3 separate regions of the Mus musculus genome follow, and regions 1 and 2 are each linked to region 3. The links are chromatin contacts, called in public ChIA-PET and HiChIP or PLAC-seq maps. All regions are on one chromosome and are shown on one strand. Each heading gives the region's core, a stretch centred on a gene start, on an enhancer-like site or on the middle of the called end of the contact. The rest is flanking DNA. Distances are from core to core; before and after follow the strand shown. Region 1 overlaps Axin1 (axin 1). Region 2 holds the start of Rgs11 (regulator of G-protein signaling 11). Region 3 holds the start of Mettl26 (methyltransferase like 26).

Evidence for each region. ChIA-PET counts read pairs in DNA pulled down with a chosen protein or histone mark. HiChIP or PLAC-seq counts read pairs in DNA pulled down with a chosen protein or histone mark.
Region 1: a contact with region 3 is called in an RNA polymerase II ChIA-PET map of memory CD8 T cells, with 21 read pairs. The contact joins the enhancer-like site here to the promoter of Mettl26 in region 3. A contact is called at or near these places in 6 of 39 promoter capture datasets (3T3-L1-derived adipocytes, the HPC-7 cell line, embryonic stem cells and 3 more), 2 of 115 datasets of contacts at active chromatin or transcription factors (the 230-238 cell line and memory CD8 T cells) and 2 of 9 other capture datasets (adipose tissue and pancreatic islet).
Region 2: a contact with region 3 is called in an H3K4me3 HiChIP or PLAC-seq map of embryonic stem cells, with 6 times the contacts expected there. The contact joins the promoter of Rgs11 here to the promoter of Mettl26 in region 3. A contact is called at or near these places in 8 of 39 promoter capture datasets (3T3-L1-derived adipocytes, HPC-7-derived erythroid cells, embryonic stem cells and 4 more), 3 of 115 datasets of contacts at active chromatin or transcription factors (embryonic stem cells and memory CD8 T cells) and 1 of 9 other capture datasets (pancreatic islet).

What each region holds. Positions count from the first base shown.
Region 1 is chr17:26,165,707-26,169,765 of GRCm38.p6, reverse strand. All of the region lies in intron 2 of Axin1 (axin 1), which reads right to left. Among named protein-coding and RNA genes, the nearest start is that of Gm46600, 29 kb to the right of the region's middle. Within about 2 kb of position 1,490, at least 95 of the 459 cell types and tissues checked have an H3K27ac peak or open chromatin away from gene starts, as enhancers often do. A contact at or near this core is called in the 230-238 cell line, the HPC-7 cell line, adipose tissue and 2 more, where this site is marked.
Region 2 is chr17:26,200,609-26,204,715 of GRCm38.p6, reverse strand. Rgs11 (regulator of G-protein signaling 11) reads right to left here and starts at 1,775. Exons shown (of 17, transcript NM_001081069.2): 1 at 1,675-1,775; 2 at 1,324-1,420; 3 at 1,204-1,254; 4 at 1,032-1,138; 5 at 333-384; 6 at 171-229. The coding sequence starts at 1,743. It overlaps Arhgdig (Rho GDP dissociation inhibitor (GDI) gamma), which reads left to right and starts at 3,366. Exons shown (of 6, transcript NM_008113.3): 1 at 3,366-3,645. The coding sequence starts at 3,573.
Region 3 is chr17:25,873,046-25,877,054 of GRCm38.p6, reverse strand. It overlaps Mettl26 (methyltransferase like 26), which reads right to left and starts at 1,555. Exons shown (of 6, transcript NM_026686.2): 1 at 1,329-1,555; 2 at 933-1,095; 3 at 776-835; 4 at 493-560; 5 at 316-394; 6 at 1-105. The coding sequence starts at 1,525. The coding sequence ends at 58. It overlaps n-TGccc7 (a tRNA gene), which reads right to left and starts at 1,967; the gene lies at 1,897-1,967.

The DNA.
Region 1 (4,059 bases), core at 241-2,740, 290 kb before region 3:
GCCTGAGTGAGCAGGGCTGACCAGAGTGAGCAGAGGTCCTAAATTCAATACCCAAAAACCACATGAAGGCTCACAACCATATGTACAGCTACAATGTACTCATATACATAAAATAAATAAATCTTTAAAAAAAAGGGGGGGGGGGTCCCGGCAGCCACGGCTATACACTGATGGCTTTCAATAGCACTACTCACCGCACCTCAAGTTAGTAAATTAGGAAATACCAAAAATGAAGCTATTTGAGAGGTTCGTCTGTTTGGATCTTAGATCCTAGGGTTAGGGCACACTAAGCAGTAAGCCATAGACTGTACTTGACTGTCAGGCACTCTGTACTGTACCCTCAGTGTAAGAGAAGGAATATCCAAATTGTTTCTAAGGGAATAGGCCTCCCTTTGACCATCCATGTACACTAACCCACCTACAAGTATGCAGAAGTGGCAGGAGTATGTGTTATAGGTGTATATCACTATAGTCAGCCCGCTGCACTTCTACAGTCAGCCCTCTGCACTTTTCCAAGTCCTCAAAATAAAAGCTTAGTGGAATCCATGCAAACATGCCCAACTTACTCTTGACAAAAGTACAAAAGCAAACTGATAGAGAAAAGGCAGTCTTTTCAATAAATGGTGCTATGATACCTAGACATGCACAGACCCAAAGAATGAACTTTGATCTACATCTCACACTTCATACCAAGTCAAACTCTGTAGTTCTTGGATGTTTTTAGCCTGAGCTTCAGTTATGCTCCAGCATTCCATTCACTCGGCCTCTGCCCACCTTGCCTCAGCAACATGCCCTGGCACAGTATCCTGAGCACTCAGTGTTTCTTTCCCAGTCCTTGTAACACCAGTATTAGCTGGTATTCAGGCTATTGTGAGAGGTACTCTGGTTACCGATGGCCAACCCAGAGTGGACACTATGCATTTGCACCATGTGTATACCTCGTGCCTACGGAACCAAGAAGAAGATACTGTAGCTCCTAAAACTGAAGTTACAAGGAGTTATGAACTTCCTGATATTAGTGCTGGGAACCAAACCCACATTTGACACAGCTATGGCATCTCAATACCTGATTCACTTGTCTCTCCCAGCTAGAAGCTACTTGGTGACTAATGCTCTTCAGGTTTCCTAGGATAACTTCTAATATGGGTCAATGAAAATACTGATCTTAGGGCTAGGGAGATAGTTCAACTATAAAACAACTACTGTGCAAGCATGAGGACCTGAGTTCATCACACATAAAAAGCCAGGTCTGAATGGGCACCGAGGCACATACTTTAGTCACAGCACTTAGGAGAGAGAGAGAGAGAGAGATAGGAGGATCTTTGTGAGCTCAAGGCCAGCCTAGTCTATCTACATAGTGAGTTCCAGGGCAGGCAGAACTACAAAGAGTCAGTCTCAGTATCTTCCCTCCCCCCTCTCCCCATGTGTGTGTGGAGTGGGTGAGTATGTGTATATTGGTTTGAACAGGAATGGCCTCCATAGTTATGTGTTTGAACGCTTAGCCATAGGGAGTGGCCTTATGAGATGTGACCTTGTTAGAGGAAGTGTGCCACTGTGAAGGCAGGGTTTTGAGGTCTTAAAAGCTCAAGCTCAGCTCAGTATGAAACCCACAATTTCCTCCTTACTGCCTGAGGATGAAGATGTAGAACTCTCAGTTCCTGCTCAAATACCATGCCTGCCTGCATACTACCATCATCTTCTCGACATGATGATATAACAGATTTAAACCTCTGAAACTGCAAGCCAGCCCCAATTAAATATTTTCCTTTATAAGAGTTACCATGGTCATGGTGTCTCTTCACATCAATAAAACCCTAACAGAGTCAGTCTGTCAGTCAGGGTGTCTTTGTCTCTGTCTCTCTCTCTCCCTCTCTCTTGTTTTTTGAGGCAAAATTTCTGTTTCCTCAAACTTATAGATCCATCTGCCCCTGCCTCCCAAGAGCTAAGATTAAAGGTATATACAGTTACCACCCAGTTCTAAGAAAGAAAGAAAGAAAGAAAGAAAGAAAGAAAGAAAGAAAGAAAGAAAGAAAGAAAGAGAGAAAGAGAGAAAGAGGGAAAGGGGGAAAGGGGGAAAGGGGGAAAGGGAAAGGAAAAGGGAAAAGGGAAAAGGGAAAAGGGAAAAGGGAAAAGGGAAAAAAGAGAAAGGGAAAGGGAAAGGGAAAGGGAAAGGGAAGGGAAGGAAAGGAAAGGAAAGGAAAGGAAAGGGAAAAAAGAAAAAGCAGAGCTTACAACCAACCTTTTCAGCATATCCTTTAATGGGCAAGTAGGACTGGGATGTGGCTAAGTGCCAGGGGAAGAGGTGTGTGTGTGTGTGTGTGTGTGTGTACACATATATATGTATACATTATACACACACAGTTTTAAAATTATTTATGCATATGGGTGCTTTGCCTTCGTGTAAGCACATGCATGTCTGTTGTCTGTATAAGTCAGAAAGGGTTATTGATTCCCTAGGACTGGAGTTACAGATAGTTGTGAGTTGAAGCAGGGTCCTCCAGAAGAGTAGCCAATACTCTTTTTAATAGCTGAGCCATCTCTCCAGATCCTTGTTTTGTTTTGTTTTTTTGTTTAGAGATAAGGCTTCAATATACAGCCCAAATTAGCCTTAAACTCATTATTCTTCTGTCTCAGCCTCCTAAGAGGTATGTACTACACCAGGTCCAGCATGAAGCACTGGTTTTTGTTGCTGCTGTTTGTTTTGGTTCATTTGTTCTCTCACTCTCATTCTCTCCCTCTCTCCCTCCCCTCCCCTCCCCTCCTCTCCTGTAATGAGTGATCACTTGATTGCCTCAGTCTCCTGAGAAAGCAACCTAATACCCATAGGTAGAAGCAAGGGCTCTACTGGCTTTAATTTGTTATGACTGATGATGGAATACTTCTGAGAATCAGAGGCCTTGAGCTCTTATGCTGGTAGCCTTGGCCTAAACTCTGCCTACCTTGCTGCCCAAAATGAGCATAAGCTAAGAACCAGCAAATGTATCCTCTCCTAGGGCTTGTCTCTACTGTCCCAGCTCCCTGCCCTGTTACATAGGAACAAATCTGTCTTAAGCCAAGTGGGACATCCTGGGCTGAACAGATGGCTTAGGGCTAGAGGAGAAGGCCTGTCTAACTCTTAGGATCACCCCACCCGAGTCCAGTGTCTTTGGCCACCTAAGTCCTAGAGATGCAATTCAAATGGGATGAGTTTATCCACTAGTCGTTGGCTCTTTATGAGGTCTCTGGAGCTCAGACAGCAGTGGTGAGGACCATGTCTTACAATGTGCAGAAGTCATCCTTGAAGCCAAACAGGGAGCAGGCAAGTAGACTTGACCATACTACTTGCAGGCATTGTCTCCAGAACTGTCCCTGAAGCTCATCATTCCTAGCTGAACCCAGATCTACACTTGACTTTGGTAAGAGACTACCCTCAGCTACATTCCTGCCCTCAACACCAGCCTACATCTAACCCTGAGAACAGCAAACAGCAAATATAAGGTGCACATGCAGGAGTAATGAACACTGTCTTCTAGGCTCAGAACCACTAATCCCATAGAGTCTCAGTCCCCTCCCAAATGCAACGACAGGAGCCCACGTTGCTAACATGCATGTAATGACTCAGACAAGCTGTGGCTCCAGAACAACAAAGAGATAATACTCAGTCTATAGTCCCAAATAGATGAAGGCAACTGACATCAAAGAACAGAAGGCATGATAGCATATCATTAATGTCCTAACACTGTCCACTTGTGAATGACAGCATGCTACCAATGCTCAGATGCATATCCACTCACAGAAAAGAGCATGCTGTTGCCAGGCATGTTGGTGCATGCCTTTAGTCTTTAATCTCAGCATGTGGCAGACAGAAGCTGTCTACAATTAAGTTCCAGGACAGCCAGAACTACAGAGAAACCCCATCCAAAAAAAAGCATGTTTTTGGATATCCTGATGCTGTCCACCCATGGATGACAACTGTTATTTATCCATGTTATAATGCGTACCCACTCATGGAAGGTGGTGATGTCTGGGTTCTGACTGTGTCCATCTCATTAGATCATCATGTGTATCTTTCACTCCACA
Region 2 (4,107 bases), core at 526-3,025, 330 kb before region 3:
AACAGAGGCTGCCTCCCCTTCTGGGAACCCTAAGCCTCCCCGTCTGGGGCCCTTCCCAGTGAGGCTGCAGTGAGTGGGCAGGGGTATGTGTGGATTATCTAGTAGCCTAGGCTGCATGCTCTGGCTCAAGGGGTGAGTCTTTGCTGGACTTAGCCTGCTGGAGGGCTTACCTTCTCATAGTCCACTAAAGCCCCTTGTTTTTGGATGTTCTTCTTAGCCAGATAGATGGCTGGAAGGACAGGAACATAATGCAGAGGGCCATCACTGTTAACCCCATGGCCTTGCCCTGGGACCACCCATTCCCAGTCTGGATGTACACGCATCCCACTTACCATAGTCTAGCTCAGCAGCTGGCCACATAGTGCTTGTCCAAAAGTAGGGTGTCTTGTGTTGTGCAGGGAAAATGACATCCAAAGACATTCCCATTTCTCTCCCAAGTACCGCCCACCAGCTCATAGCACCCAGCAGTGACGTCAGAGGGTGCATCCTTATGAGATGCTCCAGCTGACCACTGCTCATTCTCTTTTGGGAGAAGTGGGGGTTGAAACAGAGTTTCTCCGTGTAGCCTGGGCTGTCCTGGAACTCATTCTGTTAAACCAGGGTGGCCTCAAACAGAGACCCTCCTGCCTCTGCCTCTTGAGTGCTGGGATTAAAGGTGTGCGCTACCACTGCCCATTCTTTCTACCTGGAACTCCGGGTCCTGTAAAAGGACTACCTCCCTGACTCGGAATGCCAGTGGAACCTGAGCTTGGGTTGGCCTGGACTCACACACTGAGATGCAGGGATCCTATCACTACACCAGGTAGAGAAAATTTCAAGGATGAGACCTGCTGGGACCCCAGCTGAATGCCCCGCAGACCTTTGCGTGAGTGCTGCAGCACCAGAAAGTTGAAGCTCCCTGGATTTGCCTCAGTCCAGATTTTTGTGGGGAGGAGGCGGGTTCGTTCTAGTGATGTCACAACGTCCCGCTCCAACCCCAGTAAGCTCCACCCTCCCTAAGTAGGGGTGCACCCTGCAACCCGGGGCCTGACCTGGAACCTGTAGGGGGTCTCGTCCGGCCTGAGTGTCAGGTCTCGGGACTCACGCAGTGGGTAGATGTAGCCGTGCTGCGCCAGGAGTGTGCCCAGGTGCAGGGCTTCTAAGGAGAAGGAAAGTGAGCGCTCTGCCAGTCCCCGCCCCAAGCCGCGGTGCGCCGACTCTCACCATCCTCCAAGATGCAGAACTTCTGAACCAGCCATTCCACGAGGTCTCTGCCTACACAGGAGAAGCGAAGTGGGCGGAGACCGCGGCGCCCTGCTCCCCCAGGGTGTCCACGAGCCTCACCCGCTACCGCGTGGGGAATGACAGTGATCAGAAGGCGCTGGCTCCGCATCTTCACGCCTTGGTCAGGGTCCTGCATACTCACGACTACCCGCTCCATCTGAGAGCGAACGCGGGGGTGGGTGTGGGGTGAGGGGAGTGACTCAGATCGCACACACTTGCCCCCAGGTTCCCCAGATCACCTACGCAGGGACAACAGACTGAGGCAGTAAAGGCCAGGACCCCAGCTACCCAGTGCTGTTATTATGAGCTCCCAATGGTTTCCTGGGTCTGTTCACCGCCCCCCCCCCTCACCTGCCGCGTTCCATGCCCTCTCTCCTGCCCAAACTCTATGCCCACAGGCCGAGGGCCCACCTTGCTGAGATGCGGTCTCTGCATTCGGGAGCACCCGCCGTGGGGTGTGCAGCGGGTAACCATGGCCATGGCGGACCTCCCGAGAGGAAACGCCCCGCCCCATGCCGGCCCCGCCCGCTAAGGTTAACCGTGTGAGCCTCGAGACCCATGAGATACACGGGTTCTCGAACCACAGAGATGCCTGAGCCCTCGCAAGATGTGACTTGGGATAGCCTGCAGTGTGGACATCCTGAAACCTCAGATGCCTGCAAAGCAGACGAGCCTTAGTCTGGTGGCTTACTTGCCTCAGGGCTTGGTCTCAGAGATGGGACTTGTCACTGAAGCTCTGGAATAGGACAGAGTGTAGCCAGATAGATCAGGTTGGAAACAGTGGTTTAGGGTCCTGAAGTCTCAACTCCATTTGTGGACCAGCAAGGAGTGCAGAGACCAGCGTAGTCAGGGTTGTGGGGTCAAGGGTGTGGCTTGACTGGACCTAAGAGTATCTTTTCACAGATATGACAGGTATGTAGAGCCATAGGGTTTGTATGATGGAAGCCTCACCTGGCAGGTCATTGATCCATTTATTAAAGTCACGAGTGGGTTGTTTCTTCTTTTCTGAAGATCGGATGCCCTCTTTCTCTTCCCTACCCTAGGAATGCCAGGGGCCACAGGAGGGGTAATTGGCCTTACTGAGACCAGGAACCTTCAACATGGCATTTGAGTTTATCCAATGAATCAGAGTGACTGGAAAGGTGTCCTAACCAGATATGGTACATCACCCAAAGATCCCAGCCTTCTCCCAGTCCTACTTCACTTAAACACAAGGTCAGGCTGGCCCCAGGCCAGCTGTCCTCCCTGGGTGAATAGGCAGTTCTAGAGGTTGCAGGCTGCTGGCAGCTGAAACTATCCCCAGTGTCTAACATTACACACTTGCCAAAGGGCACAGGGGCATCTCCCAGGCATCTTGGGCCTCCTTGCAGGATCTTGCTTTGGAAAGGTGGTGGACAGTGTAGTCACTAGCCCAATACTTCAGCATTCATGGTTGGCACAGCAAAACAAAGGTGAGCCTGCTGCTTGGATACGCCCAGAAATGCAAGAAACTGCTTTGCACTACTTCTTCCTTAAGCTGATCCAGGCCTTTGGTTCTGCGGTCCTCAGCTGAAGGCCCAGCTCACCAGTCACCTGCCTTAACTAACCAACATTCCCTTCCATCCCTAGGTCTCCTCTGGACGTCAAGATTAAGAAATCCCTCAGCATCTACTTTCTGTTTCTTTAGTTTTTTCCCAGTCTAGGAACCTGCAGAATTGTCTGGGTCCCAGGTCCCCACAGACATCCGCCCCTCCCCGCCCCCCACATTCACAGTCTGTACCAATAAGCTTTAAGAGATCTTGAGTCTGTGTGGCCCGGACTGCACTTCAGTGTGTGGGTACCAAGAACCAACAGGGTGTGGCCCAGCTGGAGGCTGATAGGCCCCAGGAGTCCCCTTTACCCAGACAAGAGGGAGGGAGCAGGTGGAGGGTTGCGGGCGGAGGGGGGGGGGCTCCAGGTGTGTCCTGCGCCGCTTGCTGATAATGGGAGTCCAGGGACGTGGGGGCGTCGCACCTGTTCCACTTGGCGTCCCTGGCCAGCACGCCCCGCCCAGGGGATCCCGGGGGACCCGACTCCACGTGGGGGTGGGGCAGCTCTGGGTCCCTGGCGACGCGTCCCGGCGCCGGGCGCGGCAGGGACGACCGGGTTCCGGCGCGGTGCGGACGAAACGCGCGTCTCTGCGGGCTGCGCGGGGTCCGCGGAGCGGCTGGGGGCGCGCGGCGCGGGCGCGGCGCTGGGCGCGGGGGGCGCTCCCGGCCGGGATGAGCTCACCGCAGTCGCGCCGGGGCTGAGCCGAGCGGGCGGCGGCTCCGCGGCGGGCCGCGGCTACCATGCTGGGCCTGGACGCGTGTGAGCTGGGGGAGCAGCTGTTGGAGCTGCTCCGGCTGGCGCTGTGCGCCCGAGGTGAGCGCCCGAGTCGGGCGGCGGCCACGTGCGCCGGGGGGCAGCAAGGGAGCGGCACGGTTGGGGGTCATTCCCCGCGGCAACTTTAGGGCGCGTGGGGACCTCGTGGCGTGTATGTATTCTGGCCGGGCGTAGGACTTTATTCCACGCAGACCCTTCTAGGGAAGGGAGCGAGGAGGAAAGGAGTGTGTCCAGCCGGGAGGCTGCGGCCTCTCCTGTAGGTGGGGCTGGGGCTTCTTCCGGTGAGAGGCAATCCTAAGGTTGGAGGGCAGTGGGCAGCATCTTATTGAGACCCCTGTCCCTAGACACCCAAAGGAACTATGGAGACCCCCTAGTTTGGGGCACCATCGGAGGGATCTAGGACATTATGGGAAGAGTACAGAGCTGGGGAGCCCCTGGAGTACCCCAGGGCCACTACTTTCAGTAGTAGCCTGTAAGCTAACCAGAAACAAATTGGTCTCT
Region 3 (4,009 bases), core at 306-2,805:
AGGACTGAGGGAGGGGCTGAGGTCTAGCTTGTACCGTGACAACTTTTGACAGAGATGCTATTCTTTCCGAAAAATCAGGCACTTGTTGTTGGCTGGCATGTCCACCTGGAAAAACGCTTTGCTGGAGTGACTTGGTTTTTTTTTTGTTGTTGTTGTTTTTGGTTTTTTCGAGACAGGGTTTCTCTGTGTAGCCTTGGCTGTCCTGGAACTCACTCTGCCTCCCAAGTGCTGGGATTACAGGCGTGCGCCACCATGCCAGGCTGGAGTGACTCTTAATCACAGGGAGGCTCCCCACCCCCACATCGCCCTGCCTACCATCCTCTCCAGGACCAAGCCACTGGCCTGGCCTAGTTCCTCCAGAAGGACTGTGTCACGAAGCCCCCACTCTGGGTTCCTGCAGTTGGGGAGGAAGGTAGAAGGCATTTGCAGAGTTGAGGTTATGATCCCGCCTACCCTCTCTCTGAGCCAAGCTACCTCCTAGCCAGATCTGACCTGCATCTGAGGGTCAGGTCAAAGTCCACGTTGCTCTGGGGAGAGATCTTCCCATTGACGGCATAGGGCTGTGAGAACAAGACACAATACATAGGCCCAAAGTCAGTCGTTCCCACACAGCTAGTTTGCAGGATAGGATGGAGTTCTTTCCATAGGAGTATAGAAAGAATAACTTTTTTCTGCACTCAAGAAGGAAAAGGGCTAGCTAGGTCCCGGGCCCTGGGCTTCAAGAGTGGGGAAACACCCAAGGCTGATAGGGGTGTCTTAAGGTAGGGTCACTCACCCCGTAGGTGATCAGCACAGCCTTGGTTTTGAGCAGGTGTCCTGCTGCTCTAAAGAGCCCCTGCAGAGGAAGGCAAGTAGGGCACAGTAAGCCGGGAGCTGGAGACTCATGCTTTCCTCTTTGCAACGTGAAAGCTGGGCTCCACAGTGGTCCCCACCTCTGTGCAGTTCAGGGGGCTGATGTGGATCATATTGATGCAGAGCAACAGGTCCAGCGATCGGGGTGGGATGCCGCCCCATTGCTCCCACTCCCAGGTCACGTCCAGGTACAGCGGAGCCTTCACATTGGACAACCCTTGGGCTCGGGTGGTGGCGGCAATGCTGTGGAGAGCAGCAGCGCATGGGCAAGGGCTGACGAGGCCCCTCAGTGATCGGGGTGTGGGGGGAAAGTCCTGAGGAGCAGCAAGCGGGTATCTTTGTCGACCCTACAGCCCATTGCTTCTACTACCTCAGTCTGGCACCCAAACCTAGGCCTGTCCTGATTTCCGGTCTGCCAGCCCCGCCGTTCACTCAGCCCCAAGCGGCCGCAAGGGAAAGACACCGCGCCGCCGCACCTGTCCAGGCAGCGTTGGTCCACGTCCGACGGCTGCCACTCGGCATTCGGGAAGGCCTGTGCAAAGTGTGCCGCGTGCTGTCCAGAGCCCGAGGCCACCTCGAGCACGCGAACACAGCGCTGGGCAGGATCCACATACTGGCGGAGTACGGACAGGATGGGCTCCTTGTTTCTCTCAGCAGCCGCAGCCATCATCATCGCAGCGGTGCGGCCAGCCCCAGCCAGAATGCGCGCGGGGCACCACGGGAGCTGTGGTCCAGCTCCTGCGCGGGGCACTACGGGAGTTGTGGTCGAAAGGGCCAGCCGCTTGCAACAGTATAACTGTTAGGAGGCCTCTCAACTCCTAAAAGGGTTTGCATCTGCGGGAAACTGATTCCGGCGGCCGGGATTTAGCGGTGACTTCGGACAAGGAACAAGGCTCGAGTAGAGGCTATGGTTTCCTGGAGTCTTTCAGCTGTATTTGTTTAAAAGCTCATTTGTTGCGTTTGCGCCTCACCTTTTTTGGAATGGTGTTTAAGATTGCAAGGCATCCTTCCTTTTCAGAGATGAACGGGAAAATAAAAAGAACATGCGCCGCCCGGGAATCGAACCCGGGTCGCAAGAATGGGAATCTTGCATGATACCACTACACCAGCGGCGCTGTTGAGCGAGACTGCAGTCCGTAGGGCATACGAATTGTGACGCAAGCATGTTAATGTAACAGCATTATGCCTGTGTCTTTTCTGTTGCGCTCCGTTTCTCTATTGGCAAGCGTTTGCAGAACAACATATCCCACCAGATCCCAAAGTGTTGTTGCTGTCGTCCAAGGGAAAGGAGAAAATGTGGGTACCGTGAGATTTATAGACAGGATTTGGTTCTGCGCCATGGAAACCATAGCGGTCGCGATCTCTTGGAAGCCTGAGGTCGCGCTCAGGTCCTGAGGTTCAACAAGCCAAGCCTTGTGGGCATGGGCGGTAACAGAATGGAGCTTGGGGAACCCAGATGCAGGAATCCTCGGGTCTGGGACACTTTGGGCTCAGATGAGCTTTGTGTGACGCTGAGACGGCTGGCATTAGCTCGAGGTCCACGGATAGATAGCAGGAGGCGGTCAGTGACTATTGAAATGAAATTCGAAGCGACAAGTGCACGGACAAGGGTACTTCTCTGATTCTCACCTTTGTGTGGTTTGAAGTGGTTCATTTCTCACAGGGGCTGGATTTTAGAAAATGTCCGAGACGTTCACGCTTGATTGCCAACAGTTAGTTCAAAGGTTGCGTGGGCTACTCTGCCCCATACTACATCATGGAGCTCAGGGTTAAACATGGCTCCTGCTTGGGGCTGTGTTTGAGGTGTCTATTCAGCCGGAGTGACCAGGGGTGTGAGTGTAGTCAAACTGTTAAACTATGTGAGTGACATGGCCCAAGGATGAGATATAGGGTGGCCACTCTAGAAATGCCTCTGAAAAGTTATCAGTCCAGACTCGGGGAAAGTCCTGAAGTCCAACCCCTCACCCACTCTGAGCAGCCCCTGACAGATGGTTATGGATGTCTGACATTGGTAGTGACCTTGACTGGACCTGAGTCAGACTCTCCCTTTTACAGCCTCAGCCTCTGCATACCTGGCTTGCTTTTCCCATAGATTATTCGTGGGATTTTGGGCAGAGGAGCTGGGGGTGTGAGCATCTTCCATATGTCCAAGTTCAGGAGAGGTCGTGGATGATTCTTTCTCTCCATCAAAGTGCAACACTGTTCTAAACATGCCCTGTCTCAAGGAGAGCCCCTGGAAGAGGGCCTGGGACAGCCAGGGAGCTACTTAAATTTCAACTGGGGCCTGTTGGTGGTGGTACTGGAGAGTCAGAGGCTAGTCCACAGTGAGAGAAACTGTCTGGAAAACAAAACAAACAAAACAAAACAAAGAATCAAAATTAATTCTTTTTTTTTTTTTTTTTTTTGGTTTTTCGAGACAGGGTTTCTCTGTATAGCCCTGCCTGTCCTGGAGCTCACTTTGTAGACCAGGCTGGCCTCGAACTCAGAAATCTGCCTGCCTCTGCCTCCTGAGTGCTGGGATTAAAGGCATGCGCCACCACGCCGGCCAAAACTAGTTCCTAAAGCATCGCGTAGCATATACACATTTAGTCTCAGCACACAGAGAAACCCTGTCTGAAAAATAAACAAACAAAAAACCAGGAAATAGGGAGACTGATGACAGCCCTAGATTGATCTTCTTGCTTCCCCTTCCCCACAGGGAGGCTGCGTTAGAGAACAGCGCTCAACAAGACATTTAAGGGTTCTTGGCCTCTGGTTAATACCCTCCTGTGGGAGTTGCTGCTCTGGATGCACCAACACTTTCCCTAATTACTGAGGTCAGAGGCCATCAGATGGGAGAGGAGACTTTGCTTGCAGTTGGCCTGTGTGAGCACCTGCTTCCTGGAGATCCTGAGTGCCTGATGCTGGCCATTGTCTGGACCCTGTAAGTTGGACTCTCCAGCCATGGCAAGCAGTTGTTGAGGCTGGGTTCCTGTTAAGGTCAGACATGCAGGCTCCTGGAGCTGATTTTGGCTTTTTCAAATGAGTTTATCTTTATTACCAAATTATCAGGGCCCTTGAGAGCCCCAGGTCTTAGATTTTGTGTTGTGTTAGAAACCTACGTTACTCTGGTCCTTCCACACTCTCCTAGCTTTGGCCTCTGTCCTGGCTTCTCTCT